Regions from separate parts of the Mus musculus genome. Here region 1 is linked to region 2. A link is a contact called in public promoter capture Hi-C data. All regions are on one chromosome and are shown on one strand. The core of a region is the stretch at or near the end of the contact, and the rest is flanking DNA. Distances in the headings are between cores, read along the strand shown. Region 1 overlaps Ctnnd1 (catenin (cadherin associated protein), delta 1). Region 2 has its middle 15 kb from the start of Gm13710.

Evidence for each region. Capture Hi-C pulls out chosen DNA fragments and counts their contacts.
Region 1: a promoter capture Hi-C map of liver shows a contact between it and region 2, with 1.7 times the contacts expected there. The contact joins two enhancer-like sites. A contact is called at or near these places in 13 of 484 Hi-C or Micro-C datasets (the G1E-ER4 cell line, the HPC-5 cell line, the HPC-7 cell line and 9 more), 8 of 115 datasets of contacts at active chromatin or transcription factors (bone marrow-derived macrophages, embryonic stem cells, extraembryonic endoderm stem cells and 2 more) and 3 of 9 other capture datasets (adipose tissue, embryonic stem cells and liver).

The regions. Positions count from the first base shown.
Region 1 is chr2:84,608,211-84,615,336 of GRCm38.p6, forward strand. It overlaps Ctnnd1 (catenin (cadherin associated protein), delta 1), which reads right to left. Exons shown (of 19, transcript NM_001085450.1): 7 at 6,878-7,061; 8 at 5,678-5,795; 9 at 4,726-4,879; 10 at 4,322-4,339; 11 at 3,814-3,882; 12 at 2,553-2,680; 13 at 2,298-2,448; 14 at 1,320-1,512; 15 at 750-864; 16 at 119-206. Among named protein-coding and RNA genes, the nearest start is that of Ctnnd1, 39 kb to the right of the region's middle. Within about 2 kb of position 4,746, at least 3 of the 459 cell types and tissues checked have an H3K27ac peak or open chromatin away from gene starts, as enhancers often do. A contact at or near this core is called in liver, where this site is marked.
Region 2 is chr2:84,517,863-84,525,611 of GRCm38.p6, forward strand. No RefSeq gene overlaps it. Among named protein-coding and RNA genes, the nearest start is that of Gm13710, 15 kb to the left of the region's middle. RefSeq lists an enhancer at 103-2,941. Within about 2 kb of position 1,914, at least 108 of the 459 cell types and tissues checked have an H3K27ac peak or open chromatin away from gene starts, as enhancers often do. A contact at or near this core is called in liver, where this site is marked.

The DNA of each region.
Region 1 (7,126 bases), core at 3,496-5,995, 93 kb after region 2:
TCCCCTACTCTGTGTCCAGCTTATTTAGAATAAATGCATGTCCTATTCTTAGTTAGTAAGCCATTAAAGAATTCCAGGAGCACTAAACAGAGAAGGCTGCACCGCTTGGCAACAATACCTGATTTTTGATTCCGGTCAATGAGGGGGAGAGTGCTATCATCATATGAATGGCTGCTCTGGCTTCTAGATGCATTGTTTAGATTCACCTGGAGACAAACATAAAACCCAGTGTCATAGAAACCTGAAGATGCCCACTTCTTCCTGGCCCCTCCTCCTAACCATGCACCTCCTGCTTCAGAAGCCCTTAAACAGCATGGGTTTCCTTCTCCACGTTCACTACCCAAGCCCTCACTCACACATTCTTCCTAAAGGGTTTAGATGCTAGGTGCCTATTGACAGCGATAACTCCTCAGAAAGAGTCTGAGTCTAGGCAGTAGCACATATCTATAATGCTAGTGGGAGACAGAGGTATAAGGATCAGAGAATGGTAAGTACATGGAAGGATCTGAGAAGATAGGAAGCAAGCTCACAGTGGCCATATATTATCACTATTTACTACCAGCACCATCTACTTACTGTATGTTCAACATTGAGAGAGTAGAACTACTTCAGCAAAAATAAACTGTGAGCACCACTGTACTAAAAAGTAGTGTCTTTACTATCTTGGAAAAGACTTGGACTTAGAAGAAACAGAAGACAGAGGAGTAAAAGAGAAGAAAAGTCAAAGTTTCCGTCAAGAGTTGTTGCACCTGGAAGTCTGATTTCTTCCATCCTTCTTTTTCCAGTGGCTTCCGAAGCTCCTTATAGCCCCAGATTGTCTGCAGGACAAGAGCTGCTGCCCGGACTTCTTTTTCTGAACGATTCCTGTGAAGGAAAGTAACGCCATACAAAGTTTAGTTTTCAGAACAGGGAATTTTAGAACCTATACTCTCTAACAAAGTGGTTCTCAACCTTCCTAATGCTACATATAGTTCCTCACGCTATGGTGACCCGAAACATAAATTTATATTTATTGCTACTTCATAACTTGAAACCCACATGTGAAAACTACTGCTGTAACAGCACAAGGATATAAAAATGTAATCATGGAAGTCAAATTTCACCAAATCCTATACTGTCGGAAACACTGACATAAGTAGTTTGATATAACAATCCATGCCAATTTATAGACAAACATTAAGAATGAAAATAGATCAACACCTCTCCATATGTCACAGGAAGGGGCTGTAATCTCACAGAATGGAAGAGGAAAATTCTTTTCTAAAAACTTTCTTCTTTCATACTCAAATTCTTTTGGCTGTGATTAAGTAAAAGCTCACCCTGATTTGTTGATCAACACCAGCTTCTCAATACCCTGCGTCTCTCGAAGCTTTTTGGCAGCTTCTAAGTTCTCAGCGATAACTTCGTTGATGGTGTTCAATATGGAGACCACAGTATCTTCAGAAAAATTCCAGGAGGAGTTCTGTTGACCTCCTGGCAGATTCTTTACCAAGTTAGGAATAGCATGCTTGCCTACAGCAGTAAAAGAAAAGGTCAGGAGGTGGCTCACAGTACAGTGATAGCAGGAATCAGGCCAAGTGTAAGTTCTAGCCATACAAACCAACTCCATTATCACATGAGATTATCTCAAAGGCGCAAAGAACATGAAACAGCCATAAACTCACTGCCCTTCATCTATTTCCTCAAGTGAACAGAGACAATGCAATGCTGGATATTAAATATACTATCTGGTCTCTTCAGACACACTAGTGAAAACAGTATGTTCAGTATAATCTTATGATAATCTATGAGACATAGCAATTTTTTTTTTAATTTTATTTTTTTGAGACAGGGTTTCTCTGTATAGCCCTGGCTGTCCTGGAACTCACTCTGTAGACCAGGCTGGCCTCGAACTCAGAAATCCGCCTGCCTCTGCCTCCCAACTGCTGGGATTAAGGGTGTGTCCTACCACTGCCCAGTGAGGCATAACATTCTTTATGAATTTTTTAAAAAATCAGTAACTTGGACTCTGCCACTAAGTTACTAGTTTAATTCTGGGCAAATGAAAAAAAAAAAAAAAGTTCTTAACAATGCCTATAGATAGAGAAAGCAGATAGTCAACAAATAATAGTGGTTATAATGTTCTAGAAGAATCATCACTTCTTGCTTTTTTTAAGGTGCACTAAACCGTGAACCTTCAACACTAAGAAACATAAACTATGGAAGACTATAGTATCCTTCTCTTCAGTGATGTCAACAAATGAGTAAACATTTAGTGGAATCCAGACACTGTGCTAGGCACTGGTTCAGATCCTTACCAATTAACTCTTTGTTCCGAGCATCCACAGCCAGATTTCTCAGTGCCCCAGAAGCAGCTTTTACTACTCGCTCATGCTCACTCGTAAGGAGCTCAGCTATGGCAGAGAGAGCCTTCTCCTGACGAAGAGCAGAGCGGATGTATCTGCCATACTAGGAGATAGGAAGCACATTGCAAGCGGTGAAAAAGTTACCGATGGTAGCAAACTACTTATCTACACCCCTATCCCCAAATCCATTTTCTTAGAGGTACTCACTGTCCAACGCCCAGCACACAAGTTCTGGATAGCTCCGGCCGAGGCTTCTAAGATGGCAGGCGTCTTGCTCTCCTTAAGGAGTGAAATGTATATTCGCACCACTTCTGGCTGAAATAAGAGTTCATAGCCTGCACAAGAAAGGGCAAGACAGAAAGCACTAATCAATGCCTACAAACCAAGCTCGGCTGCCTGCACTGCTGCTCCTGCATCACTAGGCACCTCAATTCCCCTATTAAATCATAAGCACATTCAGAGCCTTGATTTCATGTCTCTTTTTTCTTAGGTTTTTGTTTTGTCTTTTAAGACACGGTCTTGCAATGTCAAGCAGACTGGCTTCAAATTCACATCAATCCTCCTGTCTTAATCTCTGAGTAAGGACTACAAGCCTGTACCACCATACCCAGCTGATCCCATGCTTTAAGAATAACTACTCTAGCCCAAAGCAGTGTCATACACTTTCAATCCCAGTACTTTTGAGGCAGAGGCAGGCGGCTCTGTGAGTTTGAAGCCAGCCTGGTCTACAGACAGAATTCCAGGACAACCAGGGTCACAGTGTGGCCCTGTCTCAAAAACAAACAAACAGCAACTAATCCATGGTAAAAAGAGAACAGACATTAACTTAGTCGCATTCAATTCCCCTCTCCTTGACTTGTACCTCATAGCTAACTTTAGACTTGTTTGTACCATAAGCAGCCAGGCTTAATGATTCAACATGTAAAACAAAGTATTTCTAATTTAACCCGGTCATTCTCCCCATCATGAATGTAACTAAATGATAGACAGCCCGAGATTTAACATAATTTAATTAACAACTTTTATATTTATAGGAAGCCAGCAAGTTTATATTCATTAATATCCTGGGTCCAAACATCTAAAGCCTGATAAAGACATGTCTTCTAACAGTCAGGCTCAAGGTCCAAAAAGCTGCAGTGGCCATTCAGAAAGCTAAGTCTCTCTCTTTTCTTTTCTTTTCTTTTCTTTTCTTTTCTTTTTTTTTTTTTTTTTTTTTTTTTTGAGGCATGCTCTCCCTCTGTACCTCCACAAGGCTTTGAACTGGCAGCAATCCTCCTGCCTGCAGTACTAAGGCTACAGGCATGCACCATTATACTCAGCCTAGTTTTGGCTCTAGACTAAATACTGTGACTTTTCCCAACACTTTCACTGTAACCTCAAATCCATTAAGTCAGAGAGAAATGTTAACATAGCGCACAGAACATGTTACCATATCCAAAGTCTCTGGAGAATAAGGAGGGTAGCTTACCTCGAGCAGGACTAGTTCTTTTAGGGAAATCCACTGTATCATTTGCTGGATCCTCTGTAGGCTTTTTCCCTATGAAAATGGAGAAAGGGTGGAGAGAACAGGGGAAATAATTTTTTAAAAAAGGAAAGATTCGACCTGGCAGTTTTTCATCCTTCAGTCAGAATCTTCAGATCAGAGATGCAGCATCAAAAGAGGCAAAAGAAGAGAAACCCCACACATAACTGTCCCAACAGGATGATGCAGAAACAAGGAAGACCAAAACAGGCAGTAGACTGTCCAAAAGGATGACCACTCCTGTGGCTGTTAACTGAGTTCTGATAAAAGGGACTGCTGCCCAGAAACAACATGTAAAACCACAACCCAGAAGATTTAAACTTATTCCAATGCTTTCCCTCAACTAAGTTTTCCTACATGCATCCATGGGGAAGGTTAGACAAAGAGATATTAAGAAAGGTAAGAACCAAACCATGCAAGTTAGGAGACAAGCGCCTTAAAAGATTGCACTCACCTCTGGAGAACCACTCATCTTCCAGTGCATCACCAAGGTGGAAAGCGAGGAGAGAAATGAAGGAAGAAAACGCAGGAGAAAGATGTCAACAGGATCATGGGCAAGTACACAAGAAAGCAGAGAAGGAGGAGGAATAGGGAGGAAGACCCCGGTGTAGCTGAGTTCTTGTCCTTCACTGCCCCAGATGCCAATACACTAACAATCGTCACCATCCTCACACACCACCACCACCACCACCACCACCACCTTACCACCCGTCAAGGCATGTAGAACAAGGGAGGAGCAGCAACAGAGCAAAAGGACACAACTCTACTAGGGAGACTTCCACGCTATTTATTAAATCCCTATAAAGCTAAGTGTTCCTCTTGTCCCATATTAAAGTACTGGAACTAAGCAAAACTCACCTTTGCCCTTCTTGGCTCCAAAGCAACTGGCAGCGTGTGGCCCAGTACTGTTAGCCACAGTAGGAAGGGCCTCCTGGTAACGCTCTGCCTGTGGGATTTCACGATGAACTTGGTATGATAAGTTCCGGAGGAGGCAAACACAATTCTCCACAAGCTTAGGGACATAAAACAAAAAGGTTCAGTTGGAAAAGAGAATGCTTATGATGACTTCCAAGAAAATCCAAGTCTCCATGTTTTGAGTATTAAAAGATCAATCCTAAATGCATAACTCAATCCATCTTCTCTCAGGTTGCCTTGTCAGTACCCCAAGATCCTCAAAATTCTTGTTTCCTTCATGCTAACAGGGTGTCTAATTATAGACATGTACTGGCTTCTACAACTAGTTGGTGACCCAACACTTAGGCCCCTGTTTTCCCTACTAAGAAAATATATAATGTGGAAGACTACTAAGCAGCTTAACTCTATATGGGACACACACACCTAAAGAAAACTATCTTTGGAGCTGAAGGGATGGCTTAGTCATTAACAGCACTTGCTGCACAACAAGTCTGGCATGATCTTGAATGCACCTATAAACCAGTGCTATAGGAACAGCATTGCTGAAGTACTTGCTGCCAGCCTAGCCAAAGAACACAACCTCCAGATTCAAGGTGAGACCCTGTCTAAAAAGAATAAGGTGGAAAGTGCCTGAGTAACAAACAAGGAACAAATGTTCTCCTGGCTTCTTCTCTGTGTACTTGCACGCACACACACACACACACACACACACACACACACACACATACACACACACACACACACACACACACTTCTCTTTGTCTAAACTAAATGCCCATTTTAGGGAGAGGGGGTAGCATAATAAATATTTTATATTACCTGATAGCCTGAGGTGGTAGGTCTGGACCACAGGCGCCTTAGTGAACAAAATTCACTTAGTCATTCATTAACTTACCTTACTGTCTGAATCCTTCTGCCCAATTTCTGCCTGAACGATGAAAATGAGGGCATCAACTAAGCCGTCACATTCCCGAAGTTTCCTCCGGGCTTCACTCCTCTCTGAGCTTACGTTCCTAAGGGAAACACAAAATTAAGTAGAGGACTTAAATCCATAAAGTGCCCCCCACAGATATTGTTCTTCATTTCCATCGAAAGCTTCCTTAAAACCTTTTGTATTCAGTACAATAGGCAATTGATACTTAAAAGCAAGGTACTGCAGTTGGAAATTGACTGAAAGTCTGTCTGCTGAGCTTTCTCAAGCTTGTGAAGTCCTGTTGAAAAACATGCATACCAGGAACTGGAACAGGCAGGCAGCGTCAAGAGCACTAGCACTGGATGCTCTTCTAAGGACTTGGGTTCAACCCTCAGCACCCACACAAAGGTTGTAGCTCCAGAGGATCTGACACCCTCTTTCAGGCTAAGTGGCAGATAGTTTACCCAAGATTATACAAGGCAATGGGTTTAATACCCAGCACCACAAAAAAAAAAAAAAAAAAAAAATGGGTTTGTGGGGAGGGCAGAACCAACATCAGTAAATCTAGCCAGAAGTCATTTGTTATATAGCAGCACAAATAAATACAGACAATGACAAAGGTGTTTAATTTGAAATACAGATGACCATGACAGGAACCAAGACACAAAAATCCACAACTAGGTAAGAAGCTTGTATGTGGGAGGCTCTAAAAAGGCGTTTACCTAATTAGATGAACAAAATCAAAGAGGAATAAAAAGTGAACAGGAAGAGGGAATAAACACACAAGCCGATAAACATGGTACACACAAGAAAGAAGCAAAGGCAGGTAGGCTGAGGTCGAGTACACACAAGGTAGAGTAAAGGTTGCCTAGAACATGCAATGTCTTGAATTTGGTCCTCAGTACCACAAAATAATCATAATTAAAAGAAGCAGGCAAGCAAACAAACAAACAGAAACTCAACTTCTAATTTAAAAAAAAAAAGAAAAAGTGTCCAACTGGGGTGCATGCATATATGTATGGGACTGGAGACTGCACCCAGGGAAGCACCTTAGCAACGAGTTCCATTCTATCTGCAGCCAAACCACATCCCTTGTTGAGACAGGGTCTGACAGGTTTATAGGCCAGCACTACCAACTCCAGCAAAAATTGAATCTTTATAGTCTTGAAAACCTCCACTTACCGAAGGCAGCCAGCAGTGTTGGTAAGCACTGACTCCCATTCAATATGCCGTGGCTTACAGTCTTCATTAGGTTCTCTCTCCCAACCAGAATGTGGAATGATAACTTCATCTGTCAAGGCATGTAGCGCATGGTCCACAATCTCCATTTTGATTGAATCATGGGATGAGAGATTCCACAGGGTTCCTGACAGGGACAATTCAGAGAGCTCTTTAGCACCCAAGACAGTATGTCTGCAGAATATCAGAGGC
Region 2 (7,749 bases), core at 664-3,163:
TTTATAGAAGAAATCTGACCATCTTGCGTTTGATTCCTTTGTATCTCTCATAGGAGTTGAACAATGTATTTTAGTATGCTGACTCCAAAATTCCAAATTTGAAAGGTTGGGGAGATGTCAATTATAATTTTGTTTTATGAGGCCTGAAAGTTTAAGTCAGCAAATGTCACATCACTAAGAAGGCCTTTGTTATTCACCAAATATCAGAATTGCTTTCAAAGAATTTACCACCATTAGATACTCTTATATAGTTATAGCCGCTCTGTTCCTTTAACACAAGTGCACATGAATTTCATCAGTTCTGTTTATCACTGTTTTTAGCCTTCCCTTGAATAAAGTGAATGTTCAATAACACTTAATGAAATGATGGATGATGGATAGATGGATGGATGGATCCATAGATCCATAGATGGAGGGGAAACTGGAAGACTAATATGGCCAAAATACATTGATTACCCTTAAAATTACCAAAGAATAAATTAAAAATATTGTATAAGTCAAAGTTCCCATGTCCAAAGGAAACCCAATATTGACAAGATCAGGGAATGCCACAAGGAGTGGGGCATTGCTTGTTTCCACTCATCATGAGTTATTAGCAGATTTTAAGTGAATTAGTAATTTCTTGATTCTTCTCCCAAACACTAGACCTCACCGTCCTCTTAAAGGCAAAGCCTGTCAATGGCCAGGCAGAGGGATAGATGGGAGGATGAGAGATTTTTAAAAGATTACATCATGTTTTGCTTATGAATACCAAAATAAGAAGAAAGCTAGAAAAGAATGTGAAACCTTTCTCCTTAGGAGAAAAAAGAGCATGAATGTCTCATGAAATTTTTTATTATGCTTTGTTATAAATCAAAACTACCTCCACAGGATACAGAGATCTTTTCTGTCTCCCCAAGAAACAGTCAGTAAAGTTGTCATTACTCATTATTCCTTTCTTACAATGGATTTGTTTTGGGGGATGTGATACAAGTTTCTGCTTCAAGGTGGGTGTAGGGTCAAGAGCAGAGATTACTCACAGTGCCCGGCTCTGCTGAGTTACAAGAATAGCCTATTGTATTCCGCAGCCCCGGAGTCCTTATCTCTGCTTAAAGAGAACAGAAAATGTGCAACCTTGAAATACAGAGGCCCATTCACTTTTGTAGGTGAAACCAAAAGAGCCTTGTACTGTTTTAGAAATAAATGAAGTCCCAGTTGGCTAGCGGATACCAAGGGAAGACAACAGCCTATTGAAAGGTAAATTCATCCTTTGTACAAATAACCAAACTTGAATACCAAAACTAGTTCGGAACTCACACACCCATTTAAGATGACTCTAAGCTTGGTGTAGTATGTCTCATTCCTTCAGCTGAAAGGTCTAATTGTCTTTGAGACAGCCTATATCTATGATCCTAGAGCCCCGTGTTTTACGTTGTTTCCACTACAGTTCCCTCTCCAGACAGATCCACTCTTCCTGATTAGTGTAGCCTTCAATAAGAAAAGACAATCAATTCTCCGATTCATCACCTAGAATGAATCTCCTCTCTGGAGATTCTGGCTTTAATCATCTCCAGACCCTGCTCTTCCCCACGGCCCCGGCAGTCACAGCACTCCTTTGCTGCCGCATCTTTCCCTGTGGGTAACTTTGTGCTGGTTTGAACCTCTGGGAAAGTCAAATCTACAGGCATGCCTTTCCCCTTTAGAGACTGCCCCCAAAATAAATACAGAGATCTACTTTCCCTCTCAGCCTGCATTCCACAGGCTTTGCTTCTGTTTACACTCGGGAAACTGTTTCCGGGATTTGTCTGGAATAGGCCAGTGTTTGCTCCACGGTTTCAGTAGTCACCTTGTCTCCCTCACGTCAGATAGGCAGGTCAGTCTGGACTCTTAGGTTCTTGAGAGAGTGGAGTGGAAACTTGGCAGAGTACGTACCTGACCGTTGAAAAGAATTGAGACACACCAAACAAGGATGAAAGGGGAAAAGCTTAACGTATTCCACTGTGCCAGGTTAACCTTTGTTCATGGTTTGGCATGTGCCTTGTATGCCTTTCCTACTACGTATGAGGAGAGAAGGAAATGGGAGTGGTTCCAAGGCCAGCCAGGGCGACAATAAAGATAAACACCCGCACACGGCTCACAATTGGACTGTATAATGTGGCAGTGAATGGGGTCACTAGGGAAGAAGCGTGTGATGTCACAGCACAGGTGGGGATGCCAGGCCTTCAGAACGCGTTCATGGCTATGTCCATGGTGTACCCTCTGTCTTCTCTAAGTGCGCTGCCGATCTTTCTATGCCAGGCCTCCACCCCAGATCCCAAAGGCATTTCTTCACACAAACAAATCTCCCTCCTGGCAAGCCTTTGTTTTTACACAATAATTCCTCATGAGGTAGAAAACTAAAGAGGGGCTGGTCTCCTCCCTTTTCTTCTTGGGGTCGTCAGTTCTTTTTTGCTTTATTTTGTTTAATGTTTGTGAGTGTTTGCCTTTCATGCGTACATGCTCACTGTGACTGTGCCTGGTGCCTGCAGAGACCAGTAGAGGGTCCCCTGGAACTGTCTATATAGACAGTCCTGAACTACCATGTGGATGTTGGGAACCAAACTTGGGACCTCTTGCAAGAGCAGCAAGGGCTCTTACTTGCTGAGTTCTCTCTTCAGCTCCAAGTCACTTGTTCCTATTGGCCCTGCCAACTCCTTCACCTCTTGCCCTAAGAAACCCAAGAAAACCTAGGTGTAAAAGCAACTTAACTTTTATTCCCCTGTTATAGCTGTTGTCTGGGAGGCTTACTGCCTCCATCTGCTAATCTAGGCCTAGAATGGTTTCAGCCTCTGAGACTTGCTGCAGAGTAAGGTTCCCCTTTCTGGTTCTTTCTGAACTCTGGCTGGCTGGTTCAACTCAGCTGTTCTGGCTCAAACTCCCCTCCCAGCTGACTGATTTAAACTGGCTTCTCTCTTGGCCTTTGAATTGCCTCAAACTAACTTTTCTCATCATCTGTCTCCTTCTCATTCTCTGGTTCATTCTGTCTTTACCTGTGCCTAGCTTGTTCTCTGTAAAACTCTACCCTGCAAATCCGCCTCCTCCTCCCTCTCTGTACTGCGCCACTCCTCTCTCAACGCTACTGCTCTCCACCAACTCTACTGTATTCCTTCACTGTACTCTCTTCTTCCTCTACTGTCTCTCCCTTAAGTAGCTTCCTGTCTCGTGAAAGTCGGACCTACCTCCGCATTCTGTCAGATCTTTCTCTGATTCACTTTCAAACATGGGTGCTTCCTTCTACAAACTAGCTTGACTTTCATTGTTTGGGATCAAAGGTAAGTGCTAAGGGCTGAGCCACACCCTAACTAGAAACAGGTTCAAGTATCCTGTAACAGCCAGGGATCGGAGGAAGAAGAGTGTGAGAGGTTGATATTCTGAGCACTAGGCCAGAATTGGGTGGAAACAGGGAAGTGGAATCCAGCCAGAGAGCATACCTGGGCAGCCACAACAAAAGGGTGACATTAAAGACAGAACAGACAATTCTTGGGCTAAGGCTTAGGGAACACAGTGGATGAGGAGAAAAATCAGTTCCAAATGACTTAGGAACCCAGATGCCTCACCCTAGGTTTCCCACAAAAAGCAACAGCTGGGATAAGGCACGATGCTGCATATTAGATGGACAAATTGGTACAAATTGGGCTCCTTGTGTGTCATCAGGGAGAAGAAAGGATTGTGGGTCAAATTGCAATGCCCAAATCAAAAATGCTTATCAAGTGGATAACAGGAAAGAAAGAGGAAGAGACAAATCTAGACAACAATGTAGGTGGGAAAATGAGCTTTAACTCTGTACTATATTCTCTCTCTCTCTCTCTCTCTCTCTCTCTCTCTCTCACACACACACACACACACACACACATCTTTTCTACTTTCTCATCTTTTCTACCTGAGCCAACAGCTACTCCATCAGAGAGTCACAGAAGATAGGACGAATGTGTCTGACCAGAAACACCTGCTTACCAGAGCGTTGTGAGCAGCCACGCATTCTATATGAACAACTTAGATGATGGCCCGTGAACCTAAGAACGTCTCTGCAAGATGCCATGGGATGCTGAGTATTTGTGTAGACATAACCCATCGTGTACCTCAGAAGAGCACGGTCGATTCCTGCCTTCCTATGAATATTCATCACACATTCTCTACTTCCTTTGTCCTAAGCTCTTTGACTACATACTTGGTTTCTCTTAATTTCTAGGAGGCTTTCTTGGTAGGTTGGCTGGTAGAGACTGGGTCTCATGTAGTGGAGAACTATCTTGAACTCTTGATTTACAAAGCCTGCGCCACCATGCCTGACTAGGAGAGTTGTTCTCACGTAATGCAAACAACCATAACTCTCTGACAGAAAGACTTTCATTTTGATTCTCATTTGTCTTTGTTTTTTAAGACAAACTTCCTCTGTGTCCCCCTGGCTGTCCTGAAACTCACTCTGCAGAGCAGGAATGGTCTGGACTCATATCATATCCTCTTGCCTCTGCCTCCCAAGTGCCAGTATTGAAGATGTGTGCCACCACTGCCTGACTTCATTCTGATTCTTGAGACACAGAAAACAAAGAGCTATCACATCTCCAGACCACTTTGACATGACTCGGATGTCTGTGACTAGATAGAAAGAGATGGAGCTAAGCCAGAGCAATTCACAGAGAGAAAGAAAAGAAGACACTGCAGATGCCAGGACATAGAGTCAGGAGCAACCACTTTGAGGAAGAAGGCTGCCACACAAAGAAGCATCGAAAGCCAGTCATAATGACAACTCTCCATTGTATCATCAGTGTATCCCAGGAGGTGAAGTTAGCAAGGCAAGCAGTACACCTGGAATTCTCTGAAGTTGTGAAATGTACAGGGCTAAGGCCCGATGGAAAACAAAGGAAGAAGAGTTCAAACAGAGAGCACAGAAGACAGGAGCCAGGTATGGATTCATTTGGGAACCCTGGACTGCTTCAGATTATAAATCTCTTGAAGCAAAAGCAGGGAGCTAAGCATGTAGACACTGTAAGTGGAAAAGTAAGAAGAAGCAAAGCTTGACAGTCGTGAGTTATGGCTCAAGTTTAAAACGAAATGTAAGCAGTTTGGACTGAATAGCATGGCTGAACTGAACCTCTCAGACAAAACTTCGGAGTCTAACTGCTCCATCCCTGATAAACGTCAAAATGAGAAAGGCAAACACGTCCATCAATGCTCTAGGGTGACCCAGGTATCTCCTGGCCTCATTTACAGATTTGGGGTAATTATTCTCAACAATAAAAACATCCCAGATTCCAGGAAACCTCTAACCATCACTCCCTCGACATTCTACCCAGATGCAAGAATTTAGCACTTAGGCTATTTTTTTTTCAATATAACAAGACAATTTCCTTAGCAAAGACTTTTCCTTTTGATAATAAATTCTCCACAGGCCACAGAGACACAGAAGACCAGCCAACCAAAAAACAGGAAGCAAACCCCTCTTTAGGTCAAGAAACCTAAAGAGAAGTGCATTTTTTTTCTTTTTTTTTTTTTTTTTTTTTTTTTTTTTGGTGTTTTTGAGACAGGGTTTCTCTGTGTAGTCCTGGCTGTCCTGGAACTCACTTTGTAGACCAGGCTGACCTCGAACTCAGAAATCTGCCTGCCATAAGAAGCACAAGCTAAAAGGACTCACTAGCCTTTGTTCTGAAGGCCCAGAATTCTCTGCCTCAACTTCAACCCAGTACTTGCCCCATGGCGAACTCTGTATCCTTGCTTCCTGTTCCTTCCTTAGGCCCTGGCCTCTGTGCTAGCTACATTAATCTCAGATTACAGGCCCCAGGATGACTTTGACCTTGGGAAGGTAGTGACGCTGAGCTAACAGTTTGTTGTTTGAGGGGGGATTTCCAAATGAAAACATATCCAAGGTCAATCAGGAAAATGCCAACTTGCAAACTGTCTCACTCTGCCAAACAAGGATGATATTTTTAAAACGGTGCTTATCTTTGATGTGATCTTCTGGGGGACCTGCTAAGGTGGGACCGAGGGAATCTTTTTCTTTTTTCTTTACTTTCTGGCCAAGTAAGCCTAGAACACTAACCAGATTCTCACCTACAATTTTACCTAAATAACAGCTGATTTTTTTTCATACTTTTCGATCTTTTTGTTACCAACGCAGAAGAGTCATATTAGGACATTTCCACATATGTATACAATGAGCTTTGAGCATCCTCTTCCTCTCTGCTGTCATTTTGTACCCTCTCCCTCTCCGTTTCTCCCCCCCACCCCCCGCCCCAGCCCCAGTCTTGTGATGCCCTTGTTTTGCTTCCTCCATCCAGATCCCACACATGAGAAGAAGCACGTGGTCCGAGTTTTACGAGTCTGGCTTCTTTCTCTTAGGATGACACGAGGTAGACACTTCCTCTTAGTAGTTCTACACAGTTTCCTGAAAACAAGGATATTTCATTCTTCTTTGAAACAAGGTACAATATCCAAAGAGGGTCACCATTGGGTTCCTTCTTCTCTGAACACACACTACTCCTACCAGAGGGGAGTCCAGTTCCTTTGACCCTGAATCCAGATTGCTCTTGTGGCTAGAGATAGCAAGTTAATTTACAGAATATCCTGTTTAGTTTCTTCTTTTTCAAAATAATGTTTTAATATAAATACACCCCAAATAATTCCATGAGCCCACTTATACCAAAACTTACTTGCTGTTGGTATGAAATATAAATATTACTATTCATCATATGCTTGATCTGATTACTCCTCCTGGAACCTGAAGAAATGATGTGCCAGTTGCAAGATCGTCATAGGGCCAGGGATACAAATCTGTGGCAGAGTGCTTGCCTAGCATGCATGAAGCCCTATTCTAAAATTTCCACAGTCTTGTTTGGTCAACTTCCATCTCTCTTTTGGAATCCTACCCTGAGACCCCCATACTATGAAGAAGCCCAACAGGCCATGGGGAAGGCTCACATAGAGAATCACTAAGTAGCAAGACAACTCCATGATCAGCAATGTACAGTGGTATGAGTGACCCGAAGGCTACACCATGAAGAACAGAACCATCTGAGCCCTGCATAAGCTCCCAGCCCATAGAAGTGTCAGAAACAACAATTGCTGTATCTTTAAATGAAAGGGAGGGAGCTGTCTTATGTAGCAACAGACAACTGAAATAACCTGGAAGGGCCATCTTGAATTGAAACTCAAGACTTGGTGGGGTCCTCCGTGGCATCTCCATGGAGCACGGCTACTCTGATCAGATCACCTTGTCCAGTTTCATTGTTCTTTTTCCTCCTTAAGGAGGCCCTATAACTTTGCAGTGCAGCTCACGGGATCTGTGGATAGCCAGACCTAGATCAGGACTCGGTGTCTCACATACAGCTGTGCAACCTTGATCTCCTTATCTGAAAATGAATGTCAATATTACTTATCTTCTAGGGGCGCTTAGGAGGATTAGAGGTTTAATGTCAACAAGCACTTTACAGCACACTCTCTGTATGACTTTACTTAGTGCTCAGCACACTCTAAAGAATTTTCCAATTTGTGTAATTATAGAATTTTATCTCACTTGCTACGTCTATGCAGTAGAGAAAGGTTTCTGTGAAGCCAAGGGAGCAAGGATATATAAACTCTCAGAGACCTGCTGTTTTTCATGGGGAACGCTTTGCAAGCCTGGAGAAACCCTGAGGTGCCCTGACTTCAGTCCCAGGTTCTACCTTGCTTTTCCACTCTGAAGCCCGGTGGTCACTGAGAGATCATAAGTGCTGAATAGAGGCCAGCCTACTGTATAAA